Regions from separate parts of the Mus musculus genome. Here region 2 is linked to region 1. Evidence: chromatin contacts called from public Hi-C data. All regions are on one chromosome and are shown on one strand. The core of a region is the stretch at or near the end of the contact, and the rest is flanking DNA. Distances in the headings are between cores, read along the strand shown. Region 1 holds the start of Serpind1 (serine (or cysteine) peptidase inhibitor, clade D, member 1). Region 2 holds the start of Txnrd2 (thioredoxin reductase 2).

Region 1 (4,736 bases), core at 1,054-3,553:
GTTTTGATTTTTTTTTGTTTTTTTTGTTTTTTTGTTTTTGGTTTTTGGTTTTTGGTTTTTCGAGACAGGGTTTCTCTGTGTAGCCCTGGCTGTCCTGGAACTCACTCTGTAGACCAGGTTGGCCTTGAACTCAGAAATCCGCCTTCCTCTACCTCCCAAGTGCTGGGATTAAAGGTGTGTACCACCACCTCCTGGCCACAGGATTGTTTTAATCATAACTTAGGGACTTTTTAAAAAGACACTGTGCATCTCAGGCTAGCTGAAAATCTTGTGTACCAAGGCTGACCTTACGTTTCTGACCTTTTGATTATACCTCCTTATTTGTAGACCGATATCACCATACCTATACTGTACAGTGCTGCAATGAGTCAGGGCTGTCAGTGCTAGGAGTATGCTCTCCCAGCTGAGGTACATCTACAGCTGGCTGGGGGCTTCTGAAGTGCTTATTTTGGAAAAAGAGCCACATGCTTTCTGACTGTGAATAAGCCCGATCCATCTCAGCACTTTGCTGAGACTCATGGCTACATAATCTACACATGTGGAACAATTACTGGAAACAGTATCTAATGTAAATAGAACTAGTTTCAAGATAAAATCAGGCATGGGTATCATTGAAATTAAGTGGGCTAGAGAGGGGGCTCAGCAGTTAGTACGAGAGTTCAGGTCCCAGCCCTCCAGGTGGGTGGCTCAGCCATCTGTAACTCCAGCTGCAAGGAGTTTTGTACCCTTCTGGCAGTCTGCACAATGTGGTGCATACTTGAACAGACAAGTGCATATGCACAAATAAAAAAACTTAATGGAAGCCTTTTTATGATTACAGTTAAAAATTTCCTTGGCTAAAACAGTAGTTACAATAATGTTAAAGAACAAAAGAAAAGCCAACTTGAATTAATGTAGGTTCAAGGAGACTAGTCTGAGCCCAAATAGAAAAGATGTTCTTCATCTTATCCTGGAACTCAGAACACATTCTGGTTTGGTTAGGTTGGGTTGGGTTGGGTTGGTTCTGAAGGGTAAGCATCATATACCCTGTTCCTGAAGGTATGTCCAAAAGCCATAAGCCATAATTTTCATTATTCTCTTCTTAGAGAAAGGAAAAAATGTAGTTATTTTATGCATTGAAAATTAACGATCTGACAGATAAATCTTTCTATATTGCTCATCAGTTTCATTAAAAAAAAATTAAGGCATTTAAAAATACCTGTAAGTTGTGTATGCGTTCAAATTGCTGTCTTTGAATTAAAGTGCTATAATTTTAAGATATTCATCAAAATTTTGTTTTCATGGGAACATCATATAGTGTATTCTTGAGAGTTGCATGGATTGGAGTTGGCCTTTTTGTATATGTGTCATAAAGAACACCATTTCCTACTGTGATCTCTCCAGATCCAAACAGAACAAGCAAGAAGGGAAACCTTTTTATGTTAAAATAACTTCAAACTTACAGAAGAATTGAAAGAATAGAGTAGCAGAGCAGCCACTGTGTTCCCTTTACTGTTGTGTGCGTGTGTGGTGTGATGTGGTGTGTGTGTGTCACGGTGTGGTATGTGTGTGTGTGGTGTGTGTATGTGTGTGGTGTGGTGTGGTGTGTGTGTGTGGTATGGTATGTGGTGTGGTATGATATGTGTGTGGTGTGGTGTGGTATGGTGTGGTATATGTGTGGGGTGTGTTGGTGTGTGTGTCGTGTGGTATGGTGTATGTGCGTGTGTATGTGTGGTGTGTGTGTATGATGTGATGTGGTGCACATGGGGGGGTACATGTATATGTATCAACATATGTACACGTTTTCTGGGCATTTTGAGGTTAGATCTCTTACATTCCTCTAACCTTTAATAGTAATGCTTAGGTGGAAACTTCCTCTAGAACAAGAATATTCTCATTCTTAATCACTAGACAATTATCTAATTTGAAAAGAAATTGATTTTGTGCCCTAGGGTGATAGATACCCAGGGGCTACAAGTGCTGGAATTTCAATCTTGTGCTGCCATGCCCAGTTTCCAGTATAAAGTATCAAAGGTATAATAATCTTGTCTCTTAAAATTCAAATTCCATTTTTGTCAGTTGTACCAATATTAATATTAAACTAAACATTAAACTAAATTTTAAAGAATATTAAACTAAATTTTAAAAATAACATATTCTTTTCTCAATAAAGGAACCAATTGTTTAGCTCTAAGCATTAAAAATAAAAATTTATAATTGGCAAAAAATGTTAGAAACCAAACTTACCTCTGTACCTCTGAGCAGTGGTGTGGCAGAGATGAGACCAGAGAAGGTCAGCAGCAGGTTTCAATGTGAACTTTGGTGCTGGGCTGTTGTGTGTTTTCCAAAGCAAATATGTCCTAACTCAAACACCACTCAAGTAGCTTTGTCAGCAGAACCCTTTCAGCTCACTTTGATCACTTAGGGACAAGCTACTTCCAAACTACAGTTCTGTGTGGCTGCTGTGTGGCTGTTGAGTGTTCCTATCTGTGTCAGCACGTCTGCACCATCTTGTTCAGCACATCTCGCTGAAGTTATGCATACCTGAGGCACTGTTCAGTGTCCTGGGAGCCATGTCTTCCCCTGCTGGGTCTCCGTCTGTGTGAAGGCTGCTACACAATAGATGGAGTTACCTTAAGTTCACGGGAAGCTTTTTCCTCACTGAAAGGGGAAGGGGAAAGTTAAGGTTGGTGACTTAGGAAATGCATAAATTGGTGTAGACCTTTGGAGTTGTTTGTTTGTTTGTTTGTTTTCAAGACGGGTTTCTCAGTGTAGCCCTGGCTGTCACTATGTAGACCAGACTGGCTTTGAACTCACAAGAGATCTGCCTGTCTCTGCCTCCTGAGTGTTGAAATTGAAGGCATGTACCACTATGTCTTGCCCTCAAAAACTTTTAAAATGTTGTTTTTACTGTCATTCCTCAGCATATAGTTACCAAATTAATATATCTTTGGATTATATTGTACTAAGTTGTATCTGTGTGAGAGTGTATATATGTGTCTTTGTGCGTGTGTGTGTCTGAAAGAGAATGTGTGTGTGAGAGAGTGTGTGTGTGTTTGTATGAGAGAGTGTGTGTGCATGTATGTGTGTATAAGTGAGAGAGAGGGAGGGAGAGAATGTGTGTGTGTGTGTGTGTGTGTGTGTGTGTGTGTGTGTGTGTGTGTGTGTGTGTTAACTCCACATACATCTCTACCAGGAGCAGCATCGAGTTGCTCAGAGAGACTCTCCAGTCTATTAGGGACTGCTTTGCAGCTTCAGCCCTAGCAGGCTCTGAGCCCTTGGTACTTAAATGCTGTTTCTCTTTGGTGCATCTTCCTTGCAGAGCAGTATGTGGGTGTCACTTGGATGTCACTTTTCTGTCTTAGGAAACCATATTGAGCACCTTGACTGAAACTATAGTTAGCATTCTCTCCTGTAAAGAAAAAATGCTGGATGTGGTATGTTAGGTACTTTTGCTGTGGTATGTTACAGGAGAAAGGGTTAATAGGACTTAAGTTTGCAGAGGGTTAGAGTCTGTGATGGTAGAGTGAAGGCATGACCACAGGAACTTCAAGAGTTCACATGAACTACAAGCAGGAGGCAAGGGCACACTGGGAGTGGGCCAAGTCTTTTGAAATGTCAAACACCACCCAAAATACACACCTCCTAGTCCTTGACAAACAGTTCCACAGCTAGGGACCAAGTTTTCACACATATGAGCCTCTTATTCAGACACCACAGATGACTCAAACTACTGCTCTGGCAGAGTACTCAGGCTCAATTCCCAGTACCATATCAAGTGACTCATGACTGCTTGAAATTCCAACTTGAGGGGCTCTGCTACCTCTGGCCTTCAAGAGCACCTGCACTCAAATGCAGAAATGCTCACACATGCACATAATTTTAAAAATAGAATTTAAAAAATAATTTTTAAAATATGCTTGTTATGTAAGGGAGCTGTAAAACTGAACTCAGAATAGTGACCAACACACAGTAAATGCCCAGAAATGTTACCCATTCTCAGTTACTGAACCTGTGTGTACACGTTCACAGAGAAAACCAGGGAGGAGGCAGGAGGCACAGCTCCATTTTGTGCTTCTTTCTATTGCTGTGATAAACATCATGGCCAAAACAATAGAAAGAGGAATTTATCTGAATTTACAGTACAGTAGGGATAAGATCTACTCATGGCAGGAAGCAACAGCTGTGGCTGGAGTTGTTGAGAATTCACATCTTGAACTACAAACAGAAAACAGACCAAACTCAAAATGGCAGTTTTTTAAACTCTCAAAGCCTGCCTCCAGTATCATCACTCCTCCAGCAAGACCACTCCACCTCACCAAACACTGCCATCACCGAGGGTAGGGAGGCACAGAAAAGGACACCCGTCCCACTCAAAAGTATGTAACTGACTTCTTGGCTAGAATTGGGTTGAATTGAAATTTTTTTGTTTGTTTTTGTTTTATATTGGATATTTTTTATTGGATATTTTCTTTATTTACATTTCAAATGTTATCCCCTTTCCTGGTTCCCCTGCTACCCACCCCTCCCCCCGAAATCCCCTATTCCATCACGTGGCTTATTTTTGTTTTTGTTTTGTTTTCAATATTTTTGTTATTGTTTTTCTCTTTGTTTTGTACATGCTTGGCAAGAATCCTGACTGGCTCGCTCGCTCTCTCTCTTTCTCTCTCTCTCTCTCTCTCCCTCTCTCTCTCCCTCTCTCTCTCTCTCTCTCTCACACACACACACACACACAGACACACACACACACACACACA
Region 2 (4,736 bases), core at 925-3,424, 1.1 Mb before region 1:
GCTCTGATAAAGGAAGATGGTCTCCTAATGTGTACCTGCCTGCCAGAGAGGCCAACAGCCTTCTTATCCTAGCTCCAGTTTGGATGATACAACACCCTCTCCCACCCCTCAGCTGGAAAACATGGGTATTCCTGCTTCAAAAGGACAGACGGCAGAGCTGACCTGGACTCACAAGTGAACTCTGGAGTCATATGGCGGGTGGCATCTTCCCTAGACCTCACAACATCCTCACCAAAGCAAAGTCCTGAACCCTTGGGGTGTGAGACACGAGTCCTCCAGTCAGTAGTGGAGGACTCTGCCCAGTGGGAAACAAATCCCAAAGCCACAAGGGCTTCCTAGCAGCTTGAAGGGCCCTAGACTTGTGAGCTCAGTGAAGCTCCTGTCTACAGATTTCAACATACTCTTTGGCTTTTATTTATTTTATGTGCCTGAGTGTTCATTTGCACTTATGTCTGCACTGTGGGCACACAGTGCCAGAGGGCAGTGCCAGAGGGCTGTGCCAGAGGGCAGTGCCAGAGGGCAGATGAGGGCACGGGGTCCCCCTCGGAATGGAGTCATCATGTGGGTGCTGGGAACTGAACTTGGAGCCTCTGGAAGAGCAGTGAGTGCGGAGTCGCTCTTGTCCCTCCTTTACAGACATTTTACTGTTATTATGTAGGGTGACGGTACCAATGACACAGAGTGACGGTACCAATGGCACAGGTACTTTGACTGACTTGGGTTTTTTTTTTTTTTATTCCGAACCCCCCGATTGTTTTTTTTTTTTTAACCTCCACATAAATCACTAAAACTACCTCCACCTAATATACAGCACTAGGAGACCCTGAAGAGCCAGAGACCTGGGAGTTAGCAAAGCTACTGAAAGAGCACCCGTCAATCCCTGAGGTCTGTCCCCTAGGTTCCCACCTCACATGTAGTGACTGCTTCCTGGTACTCTCCCAGGTTAGCTTCTGCCACTGAGCCACAAGGCCTCTGCCAACTTCCACTTGCAGTCGGTCTACCTGCCTTGGCCCTGTAGACCAAGGGCCAGCCATTGTACCTTTCATAGCACTGCCTCTGTGAAGAACCCTGGCCTGCCCTTGCTCCTCTCCCTCTATGCTCGCTCCCTGTGGACAGAATTGAGTTCTGTCACTCACATTCAGGGGGCAGTATTAAGGGTGGTCACCATGAAAAGACATAATGGAGACCACTCATGAAACTGATCATACCACTGGGAAACTCTGGGGGAACTTGGCCTATTGGGGGTAGTGGACCCATGTTGAGAGGTACCCAGTTTCCCCCTTTGAAATTAATTACTATCCTGATTTCAGCAATAACGCTTCCTGGTGCAAACAAGTTGTTTCTTCCCCTTCTCAAGAGCCCTGACAAGCACTGGGGCTTGGTTCCACAAACTTTCTAGTGTCTTCTCACTCCCCAAACACTAGGCAGGTCATGAAGGTGCATTTGGAAGCTGAGGAAGGAAGGGCCAACACCTCAAGGCTAACTCTAGCTGCACTGCCAACTGACCATCACTCAAAAAATCAAAATCAAGCCCAAAACAACAAACCAAGGTAGTTCATGACTGTAACCCCAGAAGGCCACGGTCGGTGGCAACTACCTAAGCAGTCTGTGGCCAGCTTGGCTACATGGGGGTGGGATTACGGACAAAAACAAAAAGAAAAAACTAGAACAATAAAAAGAGTTGCTGCACCTAGGAAGTTGTGTGCCAATGGGGTACCTGTGACCATCAGAGCCCTTGACATCATCCCATCACAGCCCTGACATCAGGGCTACGATTAATATTGGGGACACAAATCCCAGAAGACTGGGCTTGCTGCCACCACAGGAGGGCCTCAGGCAAGGCACCGCCAACGTTTTAGACACCTGGGGAAAAAGCAGCCCTGCTAGAAGCAGGTCCCCTCCTAATCAGAACCCTGGCCTGTGTGGGCACGCCCACGCGGACACGTTCCAGGACAGCCCCGCCACCGCGACCCCCTGTGGACACTCGCACAGGCACCCTCTCCGCGTGCACCGCCCACGACCCCACCCTACCTCCCGCTGCACTCGCCGCGCCCCTTGTCCCGCGTGTCAGAGCCCGTGTCCGCGGCCGGAAGCGCCTGCTGGGTCCACGCAGCGCCGCCACCATCGCCGCCACCATCGCCGCCATGGTCCGGGGACCTCAGGCGGTCAGGGCTGCCCTTCGCACTGCCTGAGCGTCCGCGCCTCGGGGTCAGACCTGTGCGCGGCCTTGACGAGGTGAGTGGTGCCCGCCCGGAGCTCGGACTCGGGATCAGAATCTGCATGCACCGAACTGGGACTAGGGTGAAGGGCCCGTACGTGGGAACTGGTTCTGACCTAGGAGAGCGCAAGCCGGCGCTGGGGAATGGGGACACATGTGAAGGGGGTCTGATCTTGGCTGGGGGGTCGCTGAAGGGAGGCAGGTGACCGAACTTGAGTATCAGTGCTGTGGTGGAAGATATGTCCTTCGGTGGGGCTGTGGAGTTGGGCTTAACCTGGATAGAATGTAGCACATCCAGGGCCTGGCCCATTATAAGAGGGTCCGACTTACTTAGTTGTTGGATTGGGATGCAAACCTTAGGGTCAAAGTTACAGGGCTCAGGGATGGTCAGTAGAGTTGGAAGCTGTTGAACAGGGGTTCTTGAGAGAGGCCTTAGGGTGCCCCCGGGTCACTCCTTGCAAAAGAAGTGCTACCCACCCCCACCCCCCCACTCCCAAAGGGACCCCTTGGAGCTCAGGAGCACTAGGGCAGGAGCACTACGGCAGGCTTTGGGTGTGTGCTAAAAAGAGAAAGTCTTCCAGCCAGGGACTTTTGGGGTCCTTGCTGGCCCTCCAAGCCTTGGGAGAACAGTGGGAGCTGCCACGACTTGTGGGAGCTTGTGGTGGGGTAGGGCCCTAGAGGACATCTTGTCACAGAGAAACAGCATCGCCCTAATAATTGGGACAGATTTTACCTAGGAGCTGTAGGGGACCGGCTGAGTCATCTCCATTTGAGCAGAGGTGACAAGTGGGTGTCTTCTGGGGAACAAAGGAGCACAGAATCCATGAAGGGAAGGGAAGAGAAGGGAAGGGTGCTTTATACAGGCTCTTCGTGGCTTTGCTGCTGGGCTAATTCCCATGATCCCACAGAAGCTACAGAGCTGCAGACACTTTGGGGTCTAAAGTTGCTCTAGGGATGCACCCGTGAGCTGTCAGAGATGAAGCTAAAGTTTATATTTTTAAAAGGAGCTTGGCTAAATGTGGCTAAGCCTCCAGTGTGTGCACCCAGTAGAGGATCCTTTTCCAGGAAGGGAGACGTCCTTCCTATTGAACAGAAGTCCATTTTCTGTTCCATGTGAGGGTCATTCTTAAGAAGACAATAGAAAAGTTGGTGTTAGCCACAAATCAGTCTTTTTTTTTTTTTTTTTTTTTTTTTTTTTGGTTTTTCGGGACAGGGTTTCTCTGTGTAGCCCTGGCTTCTTAGAACTCACTTTGTAGACCGGGCTGACCTTGAACTCAGAAATCTGCCTGCCTCCCAAGTGCTGGGATCAAAGGTGTGAGCCACCACCGACCGGCAACAAATCAGTCTTTGCACATTTCTAGATGCCAGGTGCGAGTGTCTTTAGATGGTTGATGAGGAGCAGCCTGGAGGCTTTACCAAGTTGTCCTCTGAGTGTAGGAGGCAGAAGTGTGTGAGCACACGGTTTCAGGCGTGATCATTTCCTGGAGCAGTGTGTGCACCCAGTAGAGGACTTTCCCTCGTGGCCCTTGTAACCGAGGCAGAAAGCTGTCCCCAGAGTATTTGGTGTGTTGAAATCTGACATTTCTGTCAGATTCTCCCTCAAGCTTTCCCAGATCGTAGTGGGATAGGATAGCCGCATCAAGCACTGTTCCCAGCAGGACCCAAAACCATCAGGCTTTTGTTCCAAAGGTCAAGAAATTAGGAAGGAGAAGAATTGTGAACAGTTTGGAGAGTTGTGGGCAGATATTAAAGCCAGATGTAGCATGTGGATATATTTACACGCAGCTTAAAAGATGAAGCAGTGTGTCAGCACGCACCTGTGGTCCCAGCCCTCAGGCAGAAGCGAGAGAAGCATGGATTTTAGGTCAGTGTGCTACATAGTGATTTTCAGGCCTGCCTGGGTTACAGACCCTGCCTTTGGAGACAGAGAAAAAAAACTAAAAACATCAGCACTGTTTTCTCCTTGCAAATGAAGATGTAAGATGGCCTTCTGATGTCCATATTTTTATTAGGGGATGAGAGAGTCCTACCACAGTGAAACTCAAAGTTACAGACATTCTGGCCCATAAGTAAGTACAAGTTTTATTGTTGCTTTCACTTTTTGAAGATTGTCTAAAACCCCCATCAGCCTCTCCCATGTTGGGATGATGTTCCTAAGCTACCGTGCCTGGCTCTATCTGTGTTTGTGTGTGTGAGTATGGGCGAGCGCCTACCATGATGCACATGTGGAGACCAGAGGACTACTGTGGATGTCTTTTCTCGCCTCCTCGTTGCTTGGAGCAGGCTCTTTTCTCTTGTTTACTTCTCCTTATGCTGTGGTAGCTGGCCCTCAAGCTCCTGGGGTTTTTCTTTCTCTACCTCTCATCTCATAGCACTGGGATTACAAACATGTATTACCATGTTTGGCTTTAAGTGGGTTTGGGGATCAGACCTGGGTGATCTTTCCAGCCCCAGCTGTTTTACCATCATTTGAATGCATTAGGAAAACACTATTCTTTCTCTAGGCAGTTTTAGCTTT

The links. A called contact is a pair of places that touch in the nucleus more often than the background predicts.
Region 2: a contact with region 1 is called in a Hi-C map of liver, with 3 times the contacts expected there. The contact joins the promoter of Txnrd2 here to the promoter of Serpind1 in region 1. A contact is called at or near these places in 1 of 39 promoter capture datasets (liver) and 1 of 484 Hi-C or Micro-C datasets (liver).

Annotation. Positions count from the first base shown.
Region 1 is chr16:17,328,938-17,333,673 of GRCm38.p6, reverse strand. Serpind1 (serine (or cysteine) peptidase inhibitor, clade D, member 1) reads right to left here and starts at 2,303. Exons shown (of 5, transcript NM_008223.4): 1 at 2,227-2,303. The region is part of intron 19 of Pi4ka (phosphatidylinositol 4-kinase alpha); the gene reads left to right.
Region 2 is chr16:18,423,855-18,428,590 of GRCm38.p6, reverse strand. Txnrd2 (thioredoxin reductase 2) reads right to left here and starts at 2,174. Exons shown (of 18, transcript NM_013711.3): 1 at 2,032-2,174. The coding sequence starts at 2,146. It overlaps Comt (catechol-O-methyltransferase), which reads left to right and starts at 1,875. Exons shown (of 6, transcript NM_001111062.1): 1 at 1,875-2,235; 2 at 4,231-4,287. It overlaps Gm15764 (a long non-coding RNA gene), which reads right to left. Exons shown (of 3, transcript XR_875942.3): 3 at 4,210-4,736.